2 separate regions of the Mus musculus genome follow, and region 1 is linked to region 2. A link is a contact called in public HiChIP or PLAC-seq data. All regions are on one chromosome and are shown on one strand. Each heading gives the region's core, a stretch centred on a gene start, on an enhancer-like site or on the middle of the called end of the contact. The rest is flanking DNA. Distances are from core to core; before and after follow the strand shown. Region 1 overlaps Ppp1r16b (protein phosphatase 1, regulatory subunit 16B). Region 2 holds the start of Fam83d (family with sequence similarity 83, member D).

Region 1 (6,738 bases), core at 884-3,383, 34 kb before region 2:
ATCCAAGCCTTGGGATGACGGAGATGGCTCAGTGAGTGGAGTTGACTGAGCCATCTCTAAGAACAGGGTTTGATCCCCAGGACACCTGTAAAGGTAGAAGGAGAGAACCAAGTCACAGAGTTGTCCTTTGACCTCCATAGGCACTCTGTGGAGCGTCTATGCCCCCTCTAGTGCGCTCTCTCTCTCTCTCTCTCTCTCTCTCTCTCTCTTTCATACACAGACACACACGTGTACAGAGACACACAGACATGCATAGATATAGGCATGAGCTTACACACACACACACACATACACAAACACACACATATACAGATACCCACAATAATAATGTTGATGATGTCACGTGATGGTGATGAAGATGAAGAAAGTGATCTTTTCAATAATTTTTTTCAATATCAAGCCTCTCTCACCTCTCTGCTATACTTGGCAAGTTGTCTCGCACCCCCAAATCCCAGTCCCAGTTTTCCATCTGTACAGGTACAGTAGAAGCCATGGGTCTCAAATCCTCCCAACTGGGTTATGAGGACTGGTGGATGTGATGCCTGGAAAACACCCAGTGATCACAAAGTTCTTCACAGCAGTTACTGCATTATGGAAGGAATGAGTGAGGGCCCAGGATCAGAGAGAGGAAAGAGTAGTGTGTTAGGGAGCAGACAAGATGGCTACTTGGTGCCAACCCCGAGTGGAGGCCAAGTGAGGTGGGGCTGATGATTCCTAAGACCAGCCTGCAGGTCTCCTCACATGGCTAACGGATGCCAGGGGAGGACGCTTGCTCCCTGCTCTCTCTTAACCCCTAAAGGATGCTTTTTGGTCATAGAGTCACCTTCCGTGAGGAGCCTCATGTCGGTAAGACAGCATGAGAGATGATGCCCAAGGCCAGGGAGCAAGTAGCTGAGGCCCCTGCAGTGTGGGAGGGCATGGTGCCACAGAGAGCCAGCATTCGGTGACCCCTGCCGTGTGGGAGGGCATGGTGCCACAGAGAGCCAACATTCAGTTGCAGTCTCAAGGCTGAAGAAGAAATTGCTGGCCCAGGGTGGAAAAAAAAGAAGGTTTCAGACGCAGGTGATAGCTTTGGCTGGTTTGAAGAAGCCAGAAGCGAGTGCAGCAGGAGAAGGCCACAACAGGGAGGGAGCAGGTGGGACTTGGGGGACGAAGCGAGGACTGGTTGAGGCAGCGGAAGAGATGAGACAGGGAAGAGGAAGAGGTGCTTGGTACCCATGAGCATGCCCGTCAAAGCATCTGCTTAGGTAGCAAGCAGCATGTGGGCCTTGGGGAGCTGCATCTTGCTCAAGGTCCACCTGCTGTGGGCCGACCCTGCAGCCTCCTTGCCCAGTCCTGAGGGGCAGGGGCAGGACCCACTCCTGAGCTTGCATGTCACTCGCCAGCGCTTGGCCAAGCAGTGACTTCTGGGGAGCAAGATGGGTAAAATGTCAAAGGAAAACACAATCTTGTCAGTGGTGACGTTAGCCTGTGAAGACAGCTGTTACCAGCTTTCTCCAGAGAAGGCACCCCTGCAGCCCAGCATTGCAGCTGGAAAGGCTAAGAGCAGATGGCCTTGCTGGCCCAGATTCCGGCCAGATTGCCTGGGAGGTGTGGGTGTAGTGTATGTGTGTGTGTGGTGGTGGTGGTGGTAGAAGGAGCAAGATATGTGGGGGAGGGGAGCAGAGCCACCTCATGCCATCTCCATGGTGCTCTGCCCATTGGGGAGCAGGGGTACTCTCCAGGGCCTCTGTGGTCTTAAACCAGTACTTGTCAGAGTCCCTTGGAGAGAGGCCACTTCCATCTGTGAGGACCTGCTTGCAAGCTTGTGGGTGACTTTCAGTGCCCATGGAAATGGCCCAGCATCCAGTGCCCAGCTCAGGTAGGACCCAGATGCAGCTCACCAGTTAGTTTCAGTGTTTCTTCTCCTGGTAACTGGAAATAGTGGCACTTAGACCTTCTCTTCCTAAATCCTCACGGCACCCTAAAACCAAAGTCCTCATTTGATCCCCATTTTATAGCTAAGGGCCTGAAGGCCAAAGGCCACAGCTAACCACATACTTGAGAGCAGATGGTTCACTCTGATAAACTGAGCTTAAGTCTGGAGGCCTGGGTCTGGTGGGCAGAGAGCAGCCTCAGGTGCAGCAATCAGGAGAGAGGCTGGGACTGCCGGCTAGAGGAGACAGCATGTCCCTTTTCTCTTGGTGCTTCCTGAGCCCCTGTCAAGCCTTAGATCCCAAGTTTCCTCCCTAGGATGTTTGTCCAGTAAGACATGAGCCTGGAACAGAGCCCGGGACAGTAAACACAGGATCTCGGTTTAACCGAGCAAAGCCGCATGCAGCTTCTAGGCACTCCATTCACACAGACTATGATGAAAATAACCTGGCCTCTGAGTTGGTTGAGAGGGTTGCCCTCTGTGGGGCCACAAGCTGCAGGGCCTTGAAAACCAAGCATCTGCAGACCTTGCCACACAGGATGTGATGCAGGCAGCGGGGGACTGCACAGTCTATGGGGACATTTAGCTCTGGCGCTCTGGGATGAACACAGTCTAAGTGACCCATCACCAGGCTGTGGTTTTTCTGTCCTGCTTGTGGATGAACACAGTCTAAGTGACCCATCACCAGGCTGTGGTTTTTCTGTCCTGCTTGTGGGGCCTGGAGCTCTTCTGTCTGTGTGGAGACCTGTGGTTATCCAATGTTCAGCCAGCCTTAGGAGTGACCCCTGGCTCCCCATGTCAGCCATCAGCTTGGTTGATGAAGATGTGTAGTAGAGCCTTGGCTTCTAGTCCCAGCACCTCAAAAACCAAAAAGACATTGGACAGACAAGCGCAGAGTCCCTCTTCTTGCTGAGCCCAGAGAAAGGGAAGCTGGCTGCGTGCTGGGCGGTGGGACTTGGCTCCAGGGAGCTGGGCTCAGAGCCAGGCTCTGGCCTCCTAGGGAGAGCTGCCTAGGCAGCCTTGGCTCATGGGTATTCAGGGTTTCTTGGAGCTGGAGATGATCTGTCCCACTTCTTGGGATGAAAATAACTGCCCGATTTCAGGGTAATTACATGGCTTGGGCTCCCACACAGTGCAGAGAGCCCCCCGATAATTACTGTGTGGATGCTGCTGTTGGCAGCTGATGCTTATTTTCTGCCTCAGAGTCTCCTGGACAGGAAGCCTGGGCCATCAACTGCTCTAGACAATGCAAATCTGCTCATGTGAGCAGAACCTTCTAGAAACATTTTCTGGACAGGGTTGTGATGGCCTCTCTCACTCCACAACCATCTGTCAAGCTCGGGACACCATTGCCAGCCCAGATACAAACGGTGTCTGGGGTTCTCAGTGGCTATACTAGTAATTTCTGATCCCTGTGACAAGAACATCTGACCAAAGCAACTTAGGGAGGAAGGGGTTGGCTTGTAGTTCCAGGGTACAGTCTGCCATGGAAGGGAAATAGTGATGGTGGCTGGTTGTGTTGTATCCCCAGTCAGGAAGCCGAGAGTGAATGGATGCTGGTTCTCAGCTCTTGTTTTCTGTTTTATTCAGTCCAGGATCCAGCCTATGAGATCGTGCCATCCACACTCAGAGTGGATCTTCCCAACTCAGTTAAACATCTCTGGAAATGTCCTCCTACACATGGCCAGAGGTGTGTGTCCACCGTGATTTCAAATCCAGCCAACATTGGAGATTAATTATCTCAGTGGCTTTACCGTCATCTCCTCAAGTAGCCCTGGGCTAGGCCCATCTACTAAGTTACCGAGCTCTGTAGGAGGCACCTGTGCGTGGGCAGAGCTTCCTGTTACACTTCCTGTCATAGCGGTGTATGAAGTGGAAACTTACAGCTTCCTTGGGGTCAGTTGTGTTGGATGGTGTTTTGCTGGGGCAAACATGTGAAGGAGTGTTTTCCTGGAGTGGACACAGGTGAAAGACTCAGGCAAGACGCGTGAAGGAACGTTTCACTGAAGGAGATACAGGAGAGAGGATGTTCTGCTAAAGCAAACCTGTGAAAGGACTCATGATGAAGGATTCTTTGCTAACAACACTCATGTATTGGTCAGACTTACATTGTGCAGTTAAGCTCCATTTGTCGGGACTTTGAGAACTCGGGCTGATTGGATGTGTGTGCTGAGGCAAGGCACGTGGAGGACACGCGATGTTTGGAGGGTATAAAGGGGGCTCGATGGAGTGATGGAGACAGAGCTTGGCTTGCTGGTGCATCTAGCTGTGCAATGCTTGTGGGTCTCAAGTCTTCATTGATCTTTGCTTCCCTGAGAGAGGCACAGCTGAGAACTTCTCCTGGTGTTCCTGCTGTCCCTCCTGATGACTTGAACTGAAGCTGAGGCCTGGCTGTTTCTGCTAGGTTGTGTCACCATTGTTGCTAACCCAACTCTACTGAACTGGTCTGTGAAGTGTTTGCAAATGGATCAAGCTGCCGCTGCCTGCTAATCTGTGAACTGAACTGCCCATTTCCTGACAACATAGACAGGAGTTGCTCCAAAGAACCTTTTTAAACGGTTCCACTTCCCTCACATTCTTTCCCACTACCTCTGGTGGATGGTGGGCTACAAGGGAGGTTAAAGTGTTTAAGAACCATCATTAAGAATAAGATATGGGGGGCTGGAGAGATGGCTCAGCGGTTAAGAGCACTGACTACTCTTCCAAAGGTCCTGAGTTCAAATCCCAGCAACCACATGGTGGCTTACAACCACCCGTAATGAGATCTGGCGCCCTCTTCTGGTGTATCTGAAAACAGCTACAGTGTACTTACATATAGTAAATAAATAAATACCAAAACAAAATACAAACAAACAAACAAACAAAGAATAAGATATGAAAATACTAAAGTTACAGATGTCTGTCTACTTGGGTTCATGGTCAAGGTGGTCTGCAGCAGTCTAAGATGGATCGCCTGTATGTACTTTCTCAATATTTATTTATTTGTATTTCATGTGTATAGTATTTTGCCTACATGTACATCTGTGCACCACATGTGTGTCCATTGCCCAAGAAGGTTAGAAGAGGGCATTGGATCCCCTGGAACTGGAATTACAGATAGTTGTGAGCTGCCCCATGGGTGCTGGGAATCAAACAGGGGTCCTCTGCAAGATCGGCACATGCTTTTTACCACTGAACCATCTCTCCAGCCGTGTGCTTGTGTCTTTGAACTGAGCTAGGGGACTGCCAAGGGTGCCAAGGTCCTGGAGGAAGGAGTTCCCGGGATTCATTGTGTGTCAGGCCTTAGGAATACAGTCATAAATACCAGGCTACATTCCTGCCTTCTTGGGCTGGAGTTTAGCATGCAGAAAAATACAAGAACTGTAATTACCCGGTTATGCGGGTCAGGGTGTGGTATGGTTGCCCATGAGATGCGTGTGTGTGTGTGTGTGTGTGTGTGTGTGTGTGTGTGTGTGTAACAGGAAGAGGCCAGGGAGACTGAATGAGCCCTAAAGGATGAGGAATGGGGCACATGTGTGTGCACATGTATGTGTGTAGCGTGCCTGCTGCTAACTTGTGAACGTCTTAGAGACCTGTTAGGAAGATTGCTTAGATGGTGGTGCATCGATGGATGGATGGATGGATGGATGGATGGATGGATGGATGGATGCCTGGCTCGATGGCTATATGGATGGATGGATGGATGGATGGATGGATGCCTGGCTCGATGGCTATATGGATGGATGGATGGATGGATGGATGGATGGATGCCTGGCTCGCTGGCTATATGGATGGATGGATACATAATTGAGTCTTCCATGCAATGAGAATGTGACTCTTGTAGTTGACACAAATGACTGTTGCAGAAAATGTTAGGAGCTTAAGAAATGAAGTACTACTCAGCTATTAAAAAGAATGAATTTATGAAATTCCTAGGCAAATGGATGGACCTGGAGGGCATCATCCTGACTGAGATAACTCAATCACAAAAGAACTCACATGATATGTACTCACTGATCAGTGGATATTAGCCCAGAAATTTAGAATACCCAAGATATAAGATACAATTTGCGAAACACATGAAGCTCGGGAAGAACAAAGACCAAGGTGTGGATACTTTGCCCCTTCTTGGAATTGGGAGCAAGGCACCCATGGAAGGAGCTACAGAGACTGAGTTTGGAGCTGAGACGAAAGGATGGACCATCTAGAGGCTGCCATACCCGGAGATCCATCCCATAATCAGCCTCCAAACGCTGACACCATTGCATACACTAGCAAGATTTCGCTGAAAGGACCCAGATATAGCTGTCTCTTGTGAGACTATGCTGGGGCCTAGCAAACACAGAAGTGGATGCTCACAGTCAGCTATTGGATGGATCACAGGGCCCCCAATGGAGGAGCTGGAGGAAGTACCCAGGGAGCTGGGGGGATCTGCAACCCTATAGGTGGAACAACAATATGAACTAACCAGTACATCCCCCTCCCCCAGAGCTCGTGTCTCTAGCTGCATATGTATCAGAAGATGGCCTGGTCGGCCATTAGTGGAAAGAGAGGCCCATTGGTCGTGCAGACTTTATATGCCTCAGTACAGGGGAACACCAGGGCCAAGAGGTGGGAGTGGGGTGGGGGGAGTGGGTATGGGAGGGCGTGGGGGACTTTTGGGATAGCATTGGAAATGTAAATGAAATCAATACCCAATAAAAAAATTTCAAAAAAAAAAAAGAAATGAAAGTGGAGAGGCAGATAGACAGACAGACAGACAGACAGACAGACAGGCAGGCAGGCAGGATTAGCTCACAAGCCCCGCACTGCACAGCTTCAAGACTCCAAACAGAAACTTGAAT
Region 2 (7,207 bases), core at 1,639-4,138:
CCTATGCTCCCCAAACTATTAGAAATTGGTAGCTATCACCAGATTGTGAATTTCTGGCCAGTAGCTCAGGGAATTGGAATGAATCCTAAACCCAGGTCTACTGAAGACTTTGGGGACATAATTCTTTATCAAATATACAGCATTAATGAAGCTTCTCTGTACTATTTGATTAACTTGTAGACTTTTGAGAAGCTTGCCAGAGTGTGTCCCTCAGCCAGGTGTAGTGGCACACATCTTTAATCCCAGCACATAGGCGGCAGAGGCAAGTGGTTGTATTTCTGAGTTCCAAGCCAGCCTGGTCTACAGAGTGAGTTCTAGGCTAGCCAGGGCTACTCAGAGAAACCTTGTCTCCAAAAAACCAAATAAAAAATAAAATAAAATATGGCCTCTGGGTTGGGTTAACACAGTCTAGCTTTGTAACAATGTGAGACTCTTGGTTCTTAGTGTTCTATACCCTCTGGTTCTGGGCGTTGTCTCCCACCTGTTCTTCTAAAGCAGGATATTGGGATATTTTCCAGAGGGGCCATCCTTACACGATGTTGGGACTGTCTGAACTGTCGCTATTTGTAGCCTGGTGATATCCCCTTCTTCCCCAGGGCACAGAAAAGCCAAGGGTCATATGGCCAGGGCCAACAGCTCCACTAAAGTGACCCACCACTTTTCTAGAAAGCCCGAGACCTCTCCCTTGTTGACCAGAGGGCCTGCTTCTCATGGGCACTTCAAATGCCACTGTGCGGGGCCTGGCTCTGCATACCTAGGAAAAGTCTGCAGACACCCAGCCCTCCGCAATAATTCACCAGACCAGAAGCCACTGATGTACAGAGAACACTTAAGAAAAAAAAATGTATTTTATGTGAAAAAAAAGTTAAAACTCTGTATACTGTATCAGCAGCTTTGTGTAAAAAATGGCAATCAAAAGAGTCTAATATATTTAAAACTTTTTTAAAAAAATATTCTCATGGATCTTTGATATCGTTCTGAAGCAGCTCCATGCCTCCAAGATGGGGTCTGACCATGTCACCAAGGGGCCTGTGCCTCTGGAGTTACTTCCAGCTGCCAAGGCCTGTGACGGAATTCATTGCTATGGATTTTTAATTAAGATTATTAAATTCCTTTTAATAACACCTGCTGGTCTGACTGTGGTTACTGCTGTGCCCTCGTCTGCATGGGACTGGTTTGAGTTCCACAAGAGATCGTGCCAGGGAGGCTCCCAGACATGGCTGCACCCAGAAGGCTCCCCGAGGAGGTCCCCAAGTCAGGGGAGCTTTGGGGATTCATAGGTGGAACTAAAGAGGTTTCTAGATTGGGAGATAGTGGTGAAAACTTATGAATTTAAGGAAAGATAGGTGGTCAGTGTTGGGCTTTATCCTGTCAAATATTTTCTTCGAAGTCACGTGATATCCTACAGCAGCAGTTTTATTACAGTTTGATTGGTTTATGTTATTTATGTTACCAGGGTGCTCCCTTCCTCTGTTCCACTGACTTGTCCTGGGCCTTCCCATGTTCCTCTCTGGGCTTTTTCCTTTAGCTTATAGTGGAGAGCAATGCTCTACGTCATTCAATGGGATCATAGATTATGATCTCTGATTATCCTTGCTTTTAACCCAGGAAACAGAGGCAAAGACACTGTGTGACTGTACAGCCTCAGGCCTGGCCCCTGTCCTTATTACATGCAAGAGCTGGTTCGATTTGATAGAGGAAGGTAGTCTTCTGCATCCTGGATGCCAGAGTGGGGACACAGGAAGCTCTTGCCTTTGGGCTTGAATAACTTCCCTGAGAAGGCTGGAACCAGGGAAGGATGAAGAGAGGGAGGAGATCCTCACAGCAGTACTGGTTTGTTTTAAGTTTACAGAGGTAGAGGCAGGGGGTTAGAAAGCCAAGGTCATCCTTCGCTACAAGATATGAGAAAGGGAGAGAGAGAGAGAGTGAGAGAGACCTTTAAGCGAAGAAGTAGATACCACAGTGGATTAGTATATAGATGTATATGTATGAGCATATATGTATGTGTATATGTATATAGATATATATGTGTATGTTTGCAAGGTCTTCTGTGACCTCTCTTAGGATTGACACAGAATAAGATGGCTTCGAACTCCAGATTCTCCTACCCTAACCTCCCATGTGCTGGGAGTGTGCCACCACCCCCAGCTCTGCACCACTGAGAAAAAAAGACATTTATTTATTTTTATTTAATGTGTATGTTTGTGTGCTACGTATGCATACAGTGTCCGTGGATACCAGAAAGGGCATCATCAGATTCCCTGGAAGCATTATAGGTGGTTAGAGGTTGCCAGGGGAGACAGTGCTAAACCCAGATCCTCTGGAAGTGCTCTTAACTGATGAACCACCACTCCAGGCTCTATCTCTGTCTCTTTGTCTCTCTTCCTCCCCATCTTTTCCCTTCCTTCTCCCTCCCCCTCCCTCCGTCCCTCTGTCCTTCTCTCCTTCTCACTTGCTCTCTGTATTGATAAGTTAATGATTAGATGCAGGGTGGAGTGGCAATGAGGCTGATCACACCAAAATAAGCATGTCCAGGAGCAAGTCCTACCCCTAGTCCGAGTCCTTGAAGCACCATGTTATAGGGCACTCGGCAGGGGGCGTGCTCGGACAGTGCGGGGCTATGTCCCGGGTTGGCAGGGTTCTGGAGCCGCTAGGGCGGGGTAAAGTCAGATTTAAATTCCGCTCAGCCATCAGGCAGTGAGAGCAGAGGGTGGGCGGGTTCTGTCTCAGGAGCAACCAATAGCAATGAGGGGGCAGAGCCTTTGGTACGCATGGGAGACATCCAGCCAATGGGATTGCTGGGGCGGGGCGGCGAGCCAATAGAGCGGGCTGGTTTGATTCAAAGATGCCTATAAAAACTCAGACTACCACCGTAGACAAGTGGATCGGTTCTGGGCACTGCCATGGCTGCTCGCTTCGAGCTGTTGGACGACCTTCCCGCGGCCTGCCTGTCTCCGTGCGGACCGCCCAACCCCACGGAGCTGTTCAGCGAGGCGCGGCGTCTGGCTCTCGAGCAGCTGCTGGCCGGTGGTCCCGACGCCTGGGCCGCCTTCTTACGGCGTGAGCGGCTGGGCCGCTTCCTCAACGCCGACGAGGTGCGCGAGGTTCTGGGCGCTGCCGAGCGGCCGGGCGAGGATGGGGCGGCGGTAGCGGAGGACTCGTTCGGCTCCTCTCACGAATGCTCGTCGGGCACCTACTTTCCGGAGCAGTCGGACCTGGAACCGCCGGCGTTGGAGCTCGGCTGGCCTTCCTTCTACCAGGGTGCCTACCGCGGTGCCACGCGTGTCGAGGCTCATTTCCAGCCCCGCGGCGCGGGCGCCGGAGGCCCGTATGGCTGCAAGGATGCGCTGCGCCAGCAGTTGCGCTCCGCCCGAGAGGTGAGCGGCCCCCTGGCAGCGGGTAGGGGAGGAGCATCGGCCTTCTGAAAATTGAGTCATGTCGTAGTTCCAACTTCTGTTATTGGTACCCCTGGAACAGAGCGACTGTTAGTTCAAACCAAAGTGGATTGCAGAATTCCAGGGACGTCAGCTGACATTAGGTCTCACTTTCAGGAGCTAAGTAAAAGCTTAGTTTTACCCAAAAGATGATACCCGGAGACCATGGGGAGATCTGTAATTACCACTTTTCCACGCTTCTTAATGTTGTAGACAGATAAATTCGAGCAGTCGGTTTATCTCTTTCACTTCTGTGAGTGAGTCTGGTGGGAGATATTTTTAACCCACAGTGCCTGGGACTGTTCCAAGTAGCATTGATCCAAAATGCAAATATTTGTGCTTTAGATAAGCCACTGGTTACAATGGGTTTTTATCTTAGCTAGTGTCAGACTGCCCGATTGGCCTGGGGTGGAGTATAGAGTCTGGCCTGCCATAGATCAGGGAGAAAGGGCTCCACTTGGGAGGGTGTGGCTACAAGTTTGCATGCTGGTGAACACTGCTCCATTCCCAGACCTTTTGACTGCCTGGAACATGACGGGCAAAGCCTCAGACCATGTCAAGACTTAGTAGGCCTGGCACCGCTATATGTTAGGGTGCGGATCAGGTTGACATCACCAAGTCTAGGAGCAAGTTTGCGTTCTGTTTTTGTCTTTTGTTTTTTGTTTTCCTCTCTGCAAGACAAGGTCACTGTAACCCAGGCTTACCTGGAACTTACAGGCTTCAATTTCAGGCAATCCTCCTGCCTCTGCCTTCCTAGTGCCAAAGCCAAAGTTCTGATGCTGGTTCTGTACCTGACAGGCAGGACTTTGAGGATAAGAGTGTAGGTGACCAAGCTGTTCAGGGAATAGTATGGCTATGGCTGGATTCATGTTAATCCTGTGAGCTTTGGGTGGGCTGAGGGTCCGTTTGATGCTGGAAATGTTTCACTTGTGAGTTCAGTACAAAATTATAAAGCGTTTGGAAGAGGCAAAATTGTGGGCTAAGGGTGCATGCCCAAAGCTTCCCTCTGGGAGGAGAATTTGAGCACTCCTTGGGGACACCTTGAGAAGGAAAGACCTGGTCTCCAGGAAAGGCAGAGGTGTGGGCTGCTCTAACCTTTTGCTCAGTTGGGTGAAGGCACTAGAGCTAGAGGTCAGAAGGAAAACTTGCCTTAAAAGGGATCACAGCTACAGCAGACTTCCCTATCTTTCTTGCAATCTGAAAAACATCAGTGGATGGGGCCTCCTGCTTCCCTCTGTACCTACTTCCTTTACACCTCCCCTACATCCCTGTCTCTGGAAGCTGGGCGTTCCCACGGAGAAAGGTGGGAAACCCAATGAGCATTTTTTTGTATATATGCCCAAGTGCATACTTACCCAGAGTCTCCCAGCTGTCACACTGCCAGGGCTGGGGTCACAGAGGAGGGGGTGTGGTTCTCGTCCTTAGTTCATGGAGGACTGGGGATGAGGAAGGGGCTAGAAGAAAATCTGGAGTGGCGATGTCTGAGTTGGACTGAGAAGGAAGGATGGAACTAGCCTGTCTATGGAGAAGATAGGGACCAAAAGTCGAAAAGATGATGGGGGTGGTGTTCCTAGCAGTAAGCCTGGCGTGAAGGAGTTTAGATTTAGGAGGGCTGAGGTGGCAAGGAGGCCAGAGACATCCTTGTAAGAGGAAAGAGTCTGGATTAAGGCAGGGTGGGCAGGAAGCCAGTTTTAGGCAGAGTTCCCTGAATTTGAGACATGACGAACTGGAGTGGAAAGGCAGGGGAGGAAAGTATGTAGACAGCGAGGAAGCTTGAAGGCTGGGGGGGCGGGGTAGCTCTGTGGCAGGACGGACCTTAACATGCTGGAGGTCTTGGGTTTGAGCACACACTAAGGGGACAAGGGGGAGAAGGAAACACGTGGAAGGTTGATGGCTCTGCCGCCTCAGTTCCCGTAGAGAACAGCCGGGCTCTGCCTTCGAATGCTGGGCTTCCAGGCGTGTGCCGCCAAGCTGGCTGAGGCTGAGACTTGCTGGCCCTAGTTGGCAGTGACAGGACTACACTGGAATACATTAAGGAAAACAAGGACTGAGCTGGCCAAGGAGTGGGGTGTATAGGAATTAGGTTAATTTGAGGCATGAGGCTTTAAGAGGAAAAAAAAATGAGTCAATAAAAATTGTTTTCTCACCGCCTTTAATCCCAGCAGGCAGACACAGGCACATCTCTATGAGTTTGAGGCTAGCTTGGTCTAAATTGCAAGTTCCAGGCCTACAAAAGCTATATGGGGTGTGGGGTGGGGTGTGTCTCAAAACAAACAAACAAACAAACAAACAAACAATGCTTTCTCTTTGCCAGACAGTATTTTTAGTAACCTTGAAATTGTTGATTATTCTGTCCACTTTAGAGAGGATAAACTGCAGCACGGAGAAGCTAGGTTGCTTCTAGAGATGGTGGAGACAGGACTTTACCCAAGGCAGACTCTGAGACTCCCCATTAACTACAGTGTTGTGCGTGAGCCCTGTGGGAGAAGTTCCTGTCCCCGGGTGGAGGAGGACTAGCTACTGAGAGGGATCAGAGGACTAATTTGCTGGCTGTCAAAGGCTGCCACCTGTGAGGACGTGCATGGGTGTCTGGGAGTGGCTGTGTCACCCTGGCCATGTCCTTTGAAGTGCATTGCTCGTGACAGGGAAGGCTGTGACGGTTCATATGTCAGGTGTTTCCAGATGTCTGATCTGTGTGGTGGAGGCAAATATTTGGGGCTCTAATTGAGTTCTTTACCCAGATTACCTCCTAGTCCTCCCAAGGCCAGAGGAAGCTGCACTTAAAGGACATAGCAGACGCATTTAGGTCAGGTAGCTTGTTGAGCACGGTGAGGCAGAGCTGGGTGCAGTGTGTGCCTAGCTCCAGGGCCAGTACTGTGCTTGCTTGGTTGTTTTTTTTCATTGAACCCACTATCCTCCTCCCTCAGCTTCTCGAGGGCTGGAATGTGCCTCCTTGCCAGACAGAGGACAGCCTCCCTGCTTCCCAGGGGCTGAAGGCTTTAAACAGTTCCCCAAAGGTTGGGACATGGAATTCCCGTGTTGCATATCTTATAAACAGAAAAGCAGTGATGATAGCAAGAGCTGCCTGGGCTGTGAGCAGTAGAGCTGTGCGCGTGCTACACATCAATCAATCAATCAATCAATGAATGCTTGCTTGGCTTTTTTTTTTTTTAATTGTAAAAAGAATAGAGTGGCCTGTTTTAAGAAGAAGAATCAAAGGAGCAGAGGCCTTTAAGTGGGGAAGGTAGTTTATGACCTCAAGACAATGTAGGTCCCTGGTGCTTAGATTTTATAAATCACCATGCATTTTCCCTGGCTTCGGCAAGACACACCAGCTATTTCTAGTATCTGAAACAAATAAAGAAATCGAGTGAGTGGCTGAAGGAAATGTGAATTTCCCGGGGTGGGGTGGGGGTTGTCCCATGTAGTGAGCCCAGAGGTGGGGACCAGGCGGCACTGGAGTGGGGTCAGATCTAGCTGCTTGCCCCCCTTTAGCTTTACCTGCCCTCGGTGAGGAGATCTGTGTACCAGCTTAGATTCTCTGTGGTGGACCTGGAAGGAGCCTAGATACCCAGGTTCTATCATCAGCACACAGTGTAGGATACCAGGGGTGTTTGCCAAGGGTCAGGAGTATCTTTCTGAATGGATGGCTCTGGGATGGGTTTCTCTAGCAGCTCTGGCTCCATGGAACCTCCCTGGGCATCTGACACATAGCTGGTCCTCAGTATTTTTCATGGAGGCCTGTTAAGCCCTTTCCATTCAGCCTTATGATT

What was found. HiChIP or PLAC-seq counts read pairs in DNA pulled down with a chosen protein or histone mark.
Region 1: a CTCF HiChIP or PLAC-seq map of CD8 T cells shows a contact between it and region 2, with 7 read pairs. The contact joins the enhancer-like site here to the promoter of Fam83d in region 2. A contact is called at or near these places in 4 of 39 promoter capture datasets (embryonic stem cells, liver, pre-B cells and 1 more), 1 of 15 datasets of contacts at CTCF or cohesin (CD8 T cells), 1 of 484 Hi-C or Micro-C datasets (nephron progenitors), 6 of 115 datasets of contacts at active chromatin or transcription factors (the SCID.adh cell line, double positive thymocytes, embryonic stem cells and 1 more) and 1 of 9 other capture datasets (adipose tissue).

What each region holds. Positions count from the first base shown.
Region 1 is chr2:158,731,763-158,738,500 of GRCm38.p6, forward strand. All of the region lies in intron 2 of Ppp1r16b (protein phosphatase 1, regulatory subunit 16B), which reads left to right. Among named protein-coding and RNA genes, the nearest start is that of Fam83d, 33 kb to the right of the region's middle. Within about 2 kb of position 2,134, at least 116 of the 459 cell types and tissues checked have an H3K27ac peak or open chromatin away from gene starts, as enhancers often do. A contact at or near this core is called in CD8 T cells, the SCID.adh cell line, adipose tissue and 3 more, where this site is marked.
Region 2 is chr2:158,765,211-158,772,417 of GRCm38.p6, forward strand. Fam83d (family with sequence similarity 83, member D) reads left to right here and starts at 2,889. Exons shown (of 4, transcript NM_027975.2): 1 at 2,889-3,377. The coding sequence starts at 2,904. It overlaps Ppp1r16b (protein phosphatase 1, regulatory subunit 16B), which reads left to right. Exons shown (of 11, transcript NM_001159662.1): 11 at 1-1,124.